Regions from separate parts of the Canis lupus genome. Here region 2 is linked to region 1. A link is a contact called in public Hi-C data. All regions are on one chromosome and are shown on one strand. Each heading gives the region's core, a stretch centred on a gene start, on an enhancer-like site or on the middle of the called end of the contact. The rest is flanking DNA. Distances are from core to core; before and after follow the strand shown. Region 1 holds the start of MYC (MYC proto-oncogene, bHLH transcription factor). Region 2 has its middle 750 kb from the start of MYC.

The links. A called contact is a pair of places that touch in the nucleus more often than the background predicts.
Region 2: a Hi-C map of blood shows a contact between it and region 1, with 5 times the contacts expected there. The contact joins the enhancer-like site here to the promoter of MYC in region 1. A contact is called at or near these places in 3 of 9 Hi-C or Micro-C datasets (blood and liver).

What each region holds. Positions count from the first base shown.
Region 1 is chr13:25,626,633-25,631,412 of UU_Cfam_GSD_1.0, reverse strand. It overlaps MYC (MYC proto-oncogene, bHLH transcription factor), which reads right to left and starts at 2,336. Exons shown (of 3, transcript NM_001003246.2): 1 at 1,923-2,336; 2 at 1-243. The coding sequence starts at 1,952. It overlaps LOC111098448 (a long non-coding RNA gene), which reads right to left. Exons shown (of 2, transcript XR_005368305.1): 2 at 4,134-4,780.
Region 2 is chr13:26,377,213-26,381,992 of UU_Cfam_GSD_1.0, reverse strand. No RefSeq gene overlaps it. Among named protein-coding and RNA genes, the nearest start is that of MYC, 750 kb to the right of the region's middle. Within about 2 kb of position 2,087, at least 1 of the 20 cell types and tissues checked has an H3K27ac peak or open chromatin away from gene starts, as enhancers often do. A contact at or near this core is called in blood, where this site is marked.

The DNA.
Region 1 (4,780 bases), core at 1,087-3,586:
CGCGACTGCGACGTAGGAGGGCGAGCAGAGCCCGGAGCGGCGGCTCGGGGACAGCGGCGGGGTGGGCAGCAGCTCGAATTTCTTCCAGATATCCTCGCTGGGCGCCGGCGGCTGCAGCTCGCTCTGCTGCTGCTGCTGGTAGAAGTTCTCCTCCTCGTCGCAGTAGAAATACGGCTGCACCGAGTCGTAGTCGAGGTCATAGTTCCTATTGGCGAAGCTGACGTTGAGAGGCATCGCGGCAGCCTGCGGAGGTGGGGGGAGGAGGGGGCACACAAAGGGAGGGGGCGATCTTGAGTTACGGGGCTCCGGGTGGGTGGCTGCAGCCCCGCGCGGCGCGCGCCCCGCTGCCCAAGCGCTCCCCTCCAGAGCGCGGCCCTCGCGCCCACCCCCGGGGGGCCCCCCCTACTATCCAAGACGCACACTCGGTGCAGCAGCTCCGGAGCGCTGGCCCGGAGCCCGCCCCGCTGCAGAGCCCTCGCGATCCGCTCCGGCCTCCTTAAGCGCTTGGCCGGGAGAGGCTGGCGGCGGGGCTCACGATCCGCCAAAGCCAAAGGCGCAAAGTTTTGCGCCACCTGAAGGAGAAGGCGAGAGGCGCCGCGGCGGGAGCGGCTGCGCTCGGCCCCCTCCCGTGCGGGGCCCCTCCGCGCCGCGCCCGTTCCCACTCGCGCCCTCGCCGCGCTCCTTCCCCCCGCGGGCGCCGCCGCCCCTCCCCTCCCCTCCCCTCCCCTCGCCGGCGCCCCCCCTCCCCGCCTCTGCCGGCTCCTCTGGATGTCTCTCGCCGGCTGGTGGGGCGAGCCCAGCCGCCGGCCGTAACACTTCCCCCCGTAAATAAAAGGGGGGTGTTGGATAATACCAGGGGCACCTCCCTCCAACACCCAATCCCGCGACGCAACTGCGCCAGGGCCCCTGCTGCGACTCCGCGTCCGGAGCCGGGCGTCTTCCCTACACCCGCCGAGGGTAGCAGCTGTTCTGGAAAAGCCCTGAGCCCCGCTCCTTGCCGTCACTCCGCATCTCAGGGGGGCACGGGGACACCGCGGGCGGCGGGGGAGCCAAGGCTGGGTGCGGGGATTTGCTCCCGTCCCCCCCCTTCCCCGCCCCAGCCCCTGATTCCAGGAGAATCAGACCCATCCCTGCCCAGCGTCCCCTTCCCGGGTCCCTGCGCCTCCCCAACACCCAGTCCCGACCAGCGCCTCGGAAGCCCAAGATCCCTAATTTTAGGATTCTTTAGGAAAAAAAAAAAAAAAAAAAGCCAAATGCCAACTTCTTTAAAAGGAGCAGGGGGTGAATGGGAAACGCCGCGGGGACCGGCGGGCGGGACGCGCCGCAGTGTCTGCCTCCGGCTGTCAGAAATGCGGTAAAGATGAAATTTAAATACCCTTTCGGAGACGCGGAAAAGTCCGCGGCTGCGGAGCTCTCGGGCTCGCACAAGCGATTTGTAATTCTTACTCCCAGGAGCTCAGGATGCACAGGGCTGTCTGCCCACCGCGGAGCACGGCCACCCCCACCCACCCCCCACCCCCCCAGTCACAGCAAAAGCAATTAGTGCAATAAAGCAGGAATGTCCAGCTGGTCCGGGGGCAGCCTCAATAATCCATAAGCAAAAAAAAAAAAAAAAAAAAAAAAAGGCGAGTTTTAAAAACGCACCCGTCGTCCTCCTCCCCTCCGCTCTTGACAAGCCACCCTACCACCCCATCCCGTTCTGCTTCGTCCTCACCCCACCCCGAGCCGCCCACCAACTACTCCGAGAGGAGAAGAGTGTCAATAGCGCAGGAATGGCAGGCACGACATCCCGGTTGGGGCAGTCGACCTCGACTCGTCGCGGCATGGCATGAAGCCTGGGCAGGGGAGGAGGGTAAAAAAAATAATAATAAAAAAAATAAAAAAAATAAAAAAAAAAGGAAAAAGGCAGATCGGGTGCTTACCGGGGTTTCCACTCTCCGGAGGAGATCCAGCGTCCAAAATGCGGCGGGGAGCGCCTTTCAGGGCAGCCGGGCGCGGGCGGCGGCGGGGAGAAGTGTCTTCCCAAATAGGCGAAGGGGTAGAGCCTCTGCGCGTCCGGAGAGTCGCGTTCTCCTCGCTCTCGGGTGGTTGTAAGTTCCAAAAAGGGGAGGAGGGGGGGAGCCAAGTGTCCGCCCGCGGCGGCGGGCAAAGTTCCGTGGGAGCGGCGGGGGGTCGCGCGCCCCGCGGGCGGGGGCTCGGCGGCGGAGAGGCCCCCCTGTGACTCCGGGTCTCCCTTCCCCGGGGCGCCCGGAGCGCCCCTCGGCTCGCTCTCCGCTCGCTCTGCTCTTCCACCCGGGCGGACGCGCCCGCTCGCTCCCTCTGTCTCTCGCAGGGATTATTACAGCGAGTCGGAGAAGCCCAGAAAACCAGCGTTTATATTGCTGAGCACGATCCCTCCCCCTCTGTTCTCTTTTTTCCCGCCAAGCCTCTGAATAGCCCTGCCCTTCCCGAGGCCGGCGGGGAGCCAGGCGGCGGCCGGGGCGCGGCGGCTGCAGCTCGGAGACGCGCGGCTCGGGGGTCCTCGGCCCCGCGGACCCTCGCCTATAAAGGGCCGGTGGGCGGGGATTCGCGAGAGTGGATCTTTTTTCTCTTCCCCTCCACCCGCCCCCCCGCCCCCCCGCCCCCCGCGCCCGCCCTCCGCTTTGGGAACCGAGGAGGGGCGACGGTGCGGAGGGAGGGCCGGGGCCGGGGCCGGGGCCGGGGGCGGAGTGGGGAGGGGGGTGCGGGGAGGAGCTCGGCCCTCGCTGCTTGGCACTGGGGCGCGCCGAGCCCGCGCATGTAAACAGTCAGAGCGCAGCGGCATGAATTAACTGCGCGCGCCTACCATTTTCTTGTTTGCTCCCTCTCCAAGCCTCTCCCTCTCCCCGCGGCCCCTCTGGCGCAGCGCTCGCCCTGCGTGCTTACACCATCGCAGGCGGGACGGCCGAGCCTTGGACCGCGGGACCCGCCGTGTACCCACTCGCCACGCGCCACGCACGGCCCGGGCGGGCGCGCCTCCCCAGGGCTGGGGGACCTCTGGGCGGCGTTTGGAAAAATCAGTCCAGTGAAGACGGGAGGGAAGCCGGGGGTATTTATGGGCGCGCGCCCTGAGTGTGCGGGGTGTTAGTGGCGATGGGGATACATGATAAGAGGCATTAGGAGGAAGCCGATGCCGGGAATATTAAAATAACTCAGCAACCCACTGCCACGTATGCTTGGAGAGCGCGTTGTGAATAAACACGCATTGCATTTGTTGGCGGCGTTATGCCTTATTTGCGTACCGCGACCTATTGCGATTGGGTACCTTCCACCCCATGAATGCCTCAATTTGCTGCCTAAGCCGAAGACGCCCTCGCTCCCGCCCCTCCCACGCAGACCTACAGAGGGGTCAGCGGGAGCCTGCTGCTCCCCCCCACCCGACACCCCCCACCCCACCCCACCCCACCCACCCCACCAAGACGCGCTAATCCCCGGGATCGTTCCTGCGTGTTCCGGAACTGGAGTTAGGGAGGAGCGCGTTGGCTGGTGCGCGCGGCAGGGGACCCTCCCCCGCCCACTTTCTGCACCCGCATCCCACCCCCACGCCTCTCCCTCGGAGTTCCCAATTCCGCAGCCAGGTTTCAGAGAAGACACAAATCCTCTTTGCGCCCCGTGGCGCCGGTTTGCACCAGTCTGGGGTTCCCAGGTTTAGGGGAAATCAGAGGCGCTAGACGAGAGAATTTTGGGGAGGGGGTGCAAGCCTCGGGGCTGGAGTCTCCAGGAAGGGTGGGAGGAAGAGGCGAGCTTGAGGACCCGGCCCTGGGAGTTTGCAGAGATCCTGGGGAAGAAGAGACCGTTAACTCTTTCCTTCTCTGGTAAACCGGGACATTTACTTCCTCTCCGGGTCTTCTTTCCACTTTATCATTGGAATCCAGATCATGCACACAAAAAGAATTGCATCGATTCTGATCAAACTAGAGGAGCCAAATGTGACTTCCGTGCCTTTTTTTTTTTTTTTTTTTCCTGGCGGGGTCTTATTACCCATTAAACATTGGCCAAATTTCAAGCACTAATTCCTTAGTTCACTAATTTTTTTTTTCTCAACACCATAGTGAAAGTGCTTATGTATAATCCGCGTACATCTATATACATTTCTTGTACACATCATCCCAAAATGTTGCTCAACACGACGTACGATTTATTCGCTCCCTACGTGAATCTATATTTAATATAGAATGCATATTCCCTCGGGATTTGCTCTTACGCATTACACTGGGGCATTAAAAACAAAGGCAATCTTCCCAACCTTGGTCCCTCACCCCAACGCATTTTAAGTAAACTTTTCCTCTCCGCACCCCCCCCAACCCCCCAATCCCAAACAGAAGAAAATTCGGGGAGAGGGGTGGGTACGAGGGCTTGCATAGCGTGTTTGAGATAAATTATTACCCGTTGAGTTTGCAGCTCAGCGTTCAATTGTTAAATGAGTAGTAACTTCCTCCAAATCAAGCGCACAGCGCAGTTCGGCTCTAAGGGCTGCAAATTACTCCGGCCTCCAGGCCTCTGCCGCAAATGCGGAGAGCGGCCAATCCCTAGTCAAGGTTTTGCTGCAAAGCGTCTTTCCCTCCCGCCCCCTCCCCGGGCTGCACCCGCTCTGGTGTTTGCGAAAGTAAAGTAAGTGTGCCCTCTACTGGCAGCCGAGATCGCCGCGTCCGGATGCCAAGGAAGGAGGGAGGTTGGTGGGGGCTGGGGCGTCCGGAGCGCAGGGTTTCCTGCAGGGCGAAGGATGGGGCGGGTCCTTAAAACGAGTTTCCAGCTCCCTCCT
Region 2 (4,780 bases), core at 838-3,337, 750 kb before region 1:
CTTGACAGTCTCTTTGAACTCTGAGATATTGTAAACCTATAAATTCGTAGTTATTTGTATCTAGTCTATGCTGGCTGCGAACTGGTGCAAGTTAGGTTGTGCTTTCAGAGAACTTCCCAAGAAACTATCCTTGATTTCAAACAATAAAATAACCAAATGTTACAGCTGAAATAAAACTTAGAGAGCACCTCACCTAAACCTCGTTGTAAAAATGGGCAGGCTGAGGTCATGTGAGTTAAAATCTCTTTCCCAGGATCACGTAGCAAATTGTCACCAAGTCAAAACTCAAAATTTCAAATGAGAGATAAGACACACATATATCTCTCTCAGGAACACTTTGAAGAAAGCACTTTTTGAAAAAGGAAGCTGCAAAGAATAATCTCATGTACTTTATTTACTTAGAAAATATGAAGGACACTTGCCTTGTTTTTTTAATTAACCAAGTGACCCACGTTAACAAAGACTAAGGAAGCAAGAGACACAGAGCCTTGCTCCAAAATTTCAGAAATAAATGGGCCTGAAACAATACATTAACAAGATCTCAAGGAGGCTGCAGGAAGATAATTCTTAATTTGAACAACTGTCCTGGGAGGCATTTGATGGCCGACTTGGGGCTTCTAAGGGAATTGAGAAAGCTTGCTTCATGTAAAAGTTGCCCTCTCTGGGCAAAAAGCAGAGGAAGTTTACAAATTACTTCCACTGCAGAGGAAGGATATTTGTTGTAGCAGGTGTTTCTCAGAATAGGGGTGGAGTCAAGGAGAGCACAAAACCTTCATTATTTTTATAGATTAGTGAAAGAGCTAAAAAGGAATCAAAGCAGCTATGACAATAATAAATGAAGATGACCTTGAAGATTGAAATTGATTGAGCAAGTTGAACATACGGAAGCATAGAAATCTCTATGAAGAGTCACCACTGACAGAAGGAAATAGTCAGTCAGGTGTGGGTCTCAGATCTAGGAAGATCATCATGTGCCTAGATGCTGAGCTCCCGACTAGTCTCTGGTTTGGTCATTTCTTTGCCTTGAATATCTCACTCACTTGGTAAAGATACTCGATTAACAGCCTGTAGGGCTGGAATGCTACAGCATGGAAATGGCCAAGAATGAAGCCCCAGGGATAGTGATAAAGGGTCAGGGCCAGTCCTGGGTGAAACCCAGACACCTCTCATTCCATTTTCCACATTGGAATGAAATTCTCCATTTTCACATCCATCTTTGAGATGTTAATGTGATCTCCTCAAAGTGAAGATCTTCTGTAATCCATCTCTTTCCCCCTGTGCAAAACTCAGTATTTACTACGGAGTAGATGCACAATAAATTTTAGTTAAACTGAAGTAAAGCTGCACTTCCCTAATACTCCCTAGTGATAAGGAATATACATTAATCCCAGGCCTTCTCTTGCCAATGTATCAGAGTACTAAAGGCTGCGTGCGTGTTTAAGTGTGGACTGTAGCAGACATGGGCATAACTTTGGAAATTTGGCTTTAGAATCAGTAAGACAAATGACTTAGTGTCTCCAAGACTCATTTTTCCCAATGGTTTCCAACTGTAAAATAAAGATAACACTTACCTCTAGATTTCCAGAACTGGGGTGAGGATGAAAAAAGATTATATAGACAAAGAGCTTAGAATAATGTTTGCCACATAAAAGTGTTTAATAAATGACATGAGTTGCTATTATCAAGAATTTTTTTTTTTCTTTTTGAAGACCTCACTTAAGAAATCACTTTTGCTAACTTGAAGATGCGAGATCTGAGCCAATTGGACCCTGTAGTGATTCAGGCAGGATTCTGGTGCTCAAGAAAGGACATATCTGTTTAACTAGCCCTTACTGTAGATCAACACCTTAATAATATATCTTAGCCTGTTGGGACCTGCTCCCCTGTAAAATATCATGGAATATAATTATGTTGTTTAATTGAATAGAACACCCATTCACACGGTAGGTAATCTTCATGATGTGTGTACTATTTTTTGCCACTCCCTATTTGTTCGTTTCAGCTTAATTTCGCCTACAGCTGTATACTGTTTTAAATTGAGAGCGGGTTTTTCCCCAGTCTCACTGTTCTGCTGAATTGCATCTTCAGGCCTGTTCAAACACAGAGAATGAGAAGTGAGAATGTAGTGATCAAGATCCTTCCCATCTTTGTTGCCTCTAACGTAGATTTTTTTTTTCTAATCTGAATATGATAACGGTTAAATGACTGGTAAGATACTCTATAGATGAAAAAATAAGTAGTCAGAAGAAAAACTGTAAAGACCCTAAGCAAAGAGAATTGTTGACCTTAACTCTTCAAGTGCCTTCTGTGTGTCCAGGTCTTTACCCGCTGAAGAAGGAGGTCGGCTGTATGTCCTAGAGGGTCCTGAGGAAACCACCTATTTTTATCTCCATGTACTTTCTTTACCCTCTCTTACCACTTTCACATAACTGGGACTTTTGAAATTTGAACTTAATGGAGAAGAAAAAAAAGCACTAAATAATATTTTTTAAAATGATCGATAGTAAAGCTCAGTTTGAATTTAGAATACATCTCATATCTTTTCTTTTTCTTTGTTGCACTAAATTTAAAGACACACTGAAATTTAGTTTATATTTTCTTCATATTTAATGGCCAATAACGGGAAATTACCCAAGATAGTAATGGAACAAATTTTTTCAGATTTTTCTGGGAAATTCCATCCTTTTCCTAGGGAGGAATAGTGTTGAAAATCTTAAAATCAAATTTATATTAAAGTATATGAAATATAATTAAATGCTTATGTAAAAAGTATGATTTCTTTAAAGGAGATAAAAATTAGAAAGCAAAAAAATCTTATTATTAGAGAATATGGTCTCTACGTGGTTTCTGCTAACATCACATCAATAGGCATAATATACCTCTGTCACATTATAGTTTGTAAAATCTACAAGCTGATGCTCTGAGGAGGGTTAATAGGGAAAGTGGGGCTTTGGAAAAACAATAGTAATGAGTAATGTACGTAAATACATCATAAGTATTTTGGAATAGAGCTACAATGAAATTCTAGAATCAGAGTTTTTCAACTTAGATTGTACAATCAAGGAAAGATTGTTATAAAACTTGGAAATGGGTGTGACAAACCTAAAGTAATTGATCCAAGTCTGTATTCTGTGCTATTAATTCACTCCTATGGTCAGCATTGTGTTTGGGGGAACAGATGGTACCATGACACCTTTGACAGGAAGGTGAAGAAAATGACAAAAAGCTTTGTGAATCATAGGGAATGTCATATAACACACTTTAGGAAGCAAGACATTTCTTAGCAAGAATTGTTTTTTGGCCAAGAATTATCTCTCAACCTCATGTGAGAGTAGTATTTGATGAGTAGTCTTAGGCATTGGGGTGGCCTGAGGAAAGTTCTCAGTGAACTTCTCTCTGAGCCAGGCTCATGTTAAATTAGTAAAGCAAAGGGCCCTCTAAAATAATGGCTCCCCACCCCAGAAGAATCCACATTTAGACATTATTTCATTATGTTTATAAATTTGTAATCAACATATCATAAATTTTCACTTCAAACTTTTCCTTGTCTTTTACAAAAAGCTTGGGTAGTTCTTTGAAAATAAATGTGTTCTGTAAATGTGAAAGTCAGCACTAGCATTGTCATTATCATTAACATTTTTGCTCTGACTTCTAAATAGAGTAACCCACATTTATGGATAACTTTCCTTCAAAAGTCTTAAGGGTTTTAGGGCCCTGAGTAGCTTAGTTGGTTATGCATCTGACTCTTGATTTTAGCTCAGGTCATGATCTCAGGGTTGTGAGATCCAGCCTCACGTAAGGCTCCACACTGAGCATGGAGTCTGCTTAAGATTCTCTCTCCCTCTCCCTTACCTCTCTCCTCTGCTCGTGAGTACTGTTCTAAAAAAAAAAAAAAAATCTTAAGTGTTTGTTGCTTGGCACATGGTACATTTGGTTAGGGGTGTATACACAATGTTTCTTACTGTACATGAAACTTTCTCCAAACTTTCATGCTTTCAACAAATAGCTGTTGACACTTCAACAGAAAAAAAAGAAATGAGAAAGGAAAGACTATGCATTAAATATGTATTTTTGCCAGGTACTGTGATAAACACTTTACGTCCATTATTTTATTAAACTACCCATGATGAACTAATGCACTGTCCCCTAAGAGCTTATAAGTGACTCACAATAGCACAGCTTGAAAAAGATAGAGATGAGGCTTGAAAAACTTCTGCCAAGTGTTTCAGGATTTCCCCTGGACCTGACCTCTTGCTCTATCAAGTAATGACCTTGAATGCTAAGCATGAAAGGGATAAAGTTTCTGAGAATTTAGTGGTTCTAGGCAAAATAACTGAGTGAAGGTCCTGAGCTAGAAAGAAGATTGTAACATAGTAGGAACTAGAATAAGGTCCACAAAGCCAGAGGGGACAGATAGAGTTGAGAATTCAGCTGAGTTCAGACCACACAAGACCCTATGGATGATGATAAGCATTTGGTATATATACTAAGAGGAAGAGGCAGCTGTGAATTATTATTATTATTTTCCTTAAGATTATAACATGAGCCTATCAGTAGTTTAAAATGATGGCTCTGACCACCAAATGATGAATAGGTGAAAAGAGGGAAAGCCTTTCAGTTGGATGGCTATGTCAAAAATCTTGGTAAAAATGTTAGTGATTTGGACTTCATGACTGGCTTTGGAGAAAGTAAGAACCAGACAGATTCAAGATATAAGAAAAATCAATGTTGCTTGGTGATTGATTGGATGGGGTAAAAGGAGATGATGTCAGCCATGACA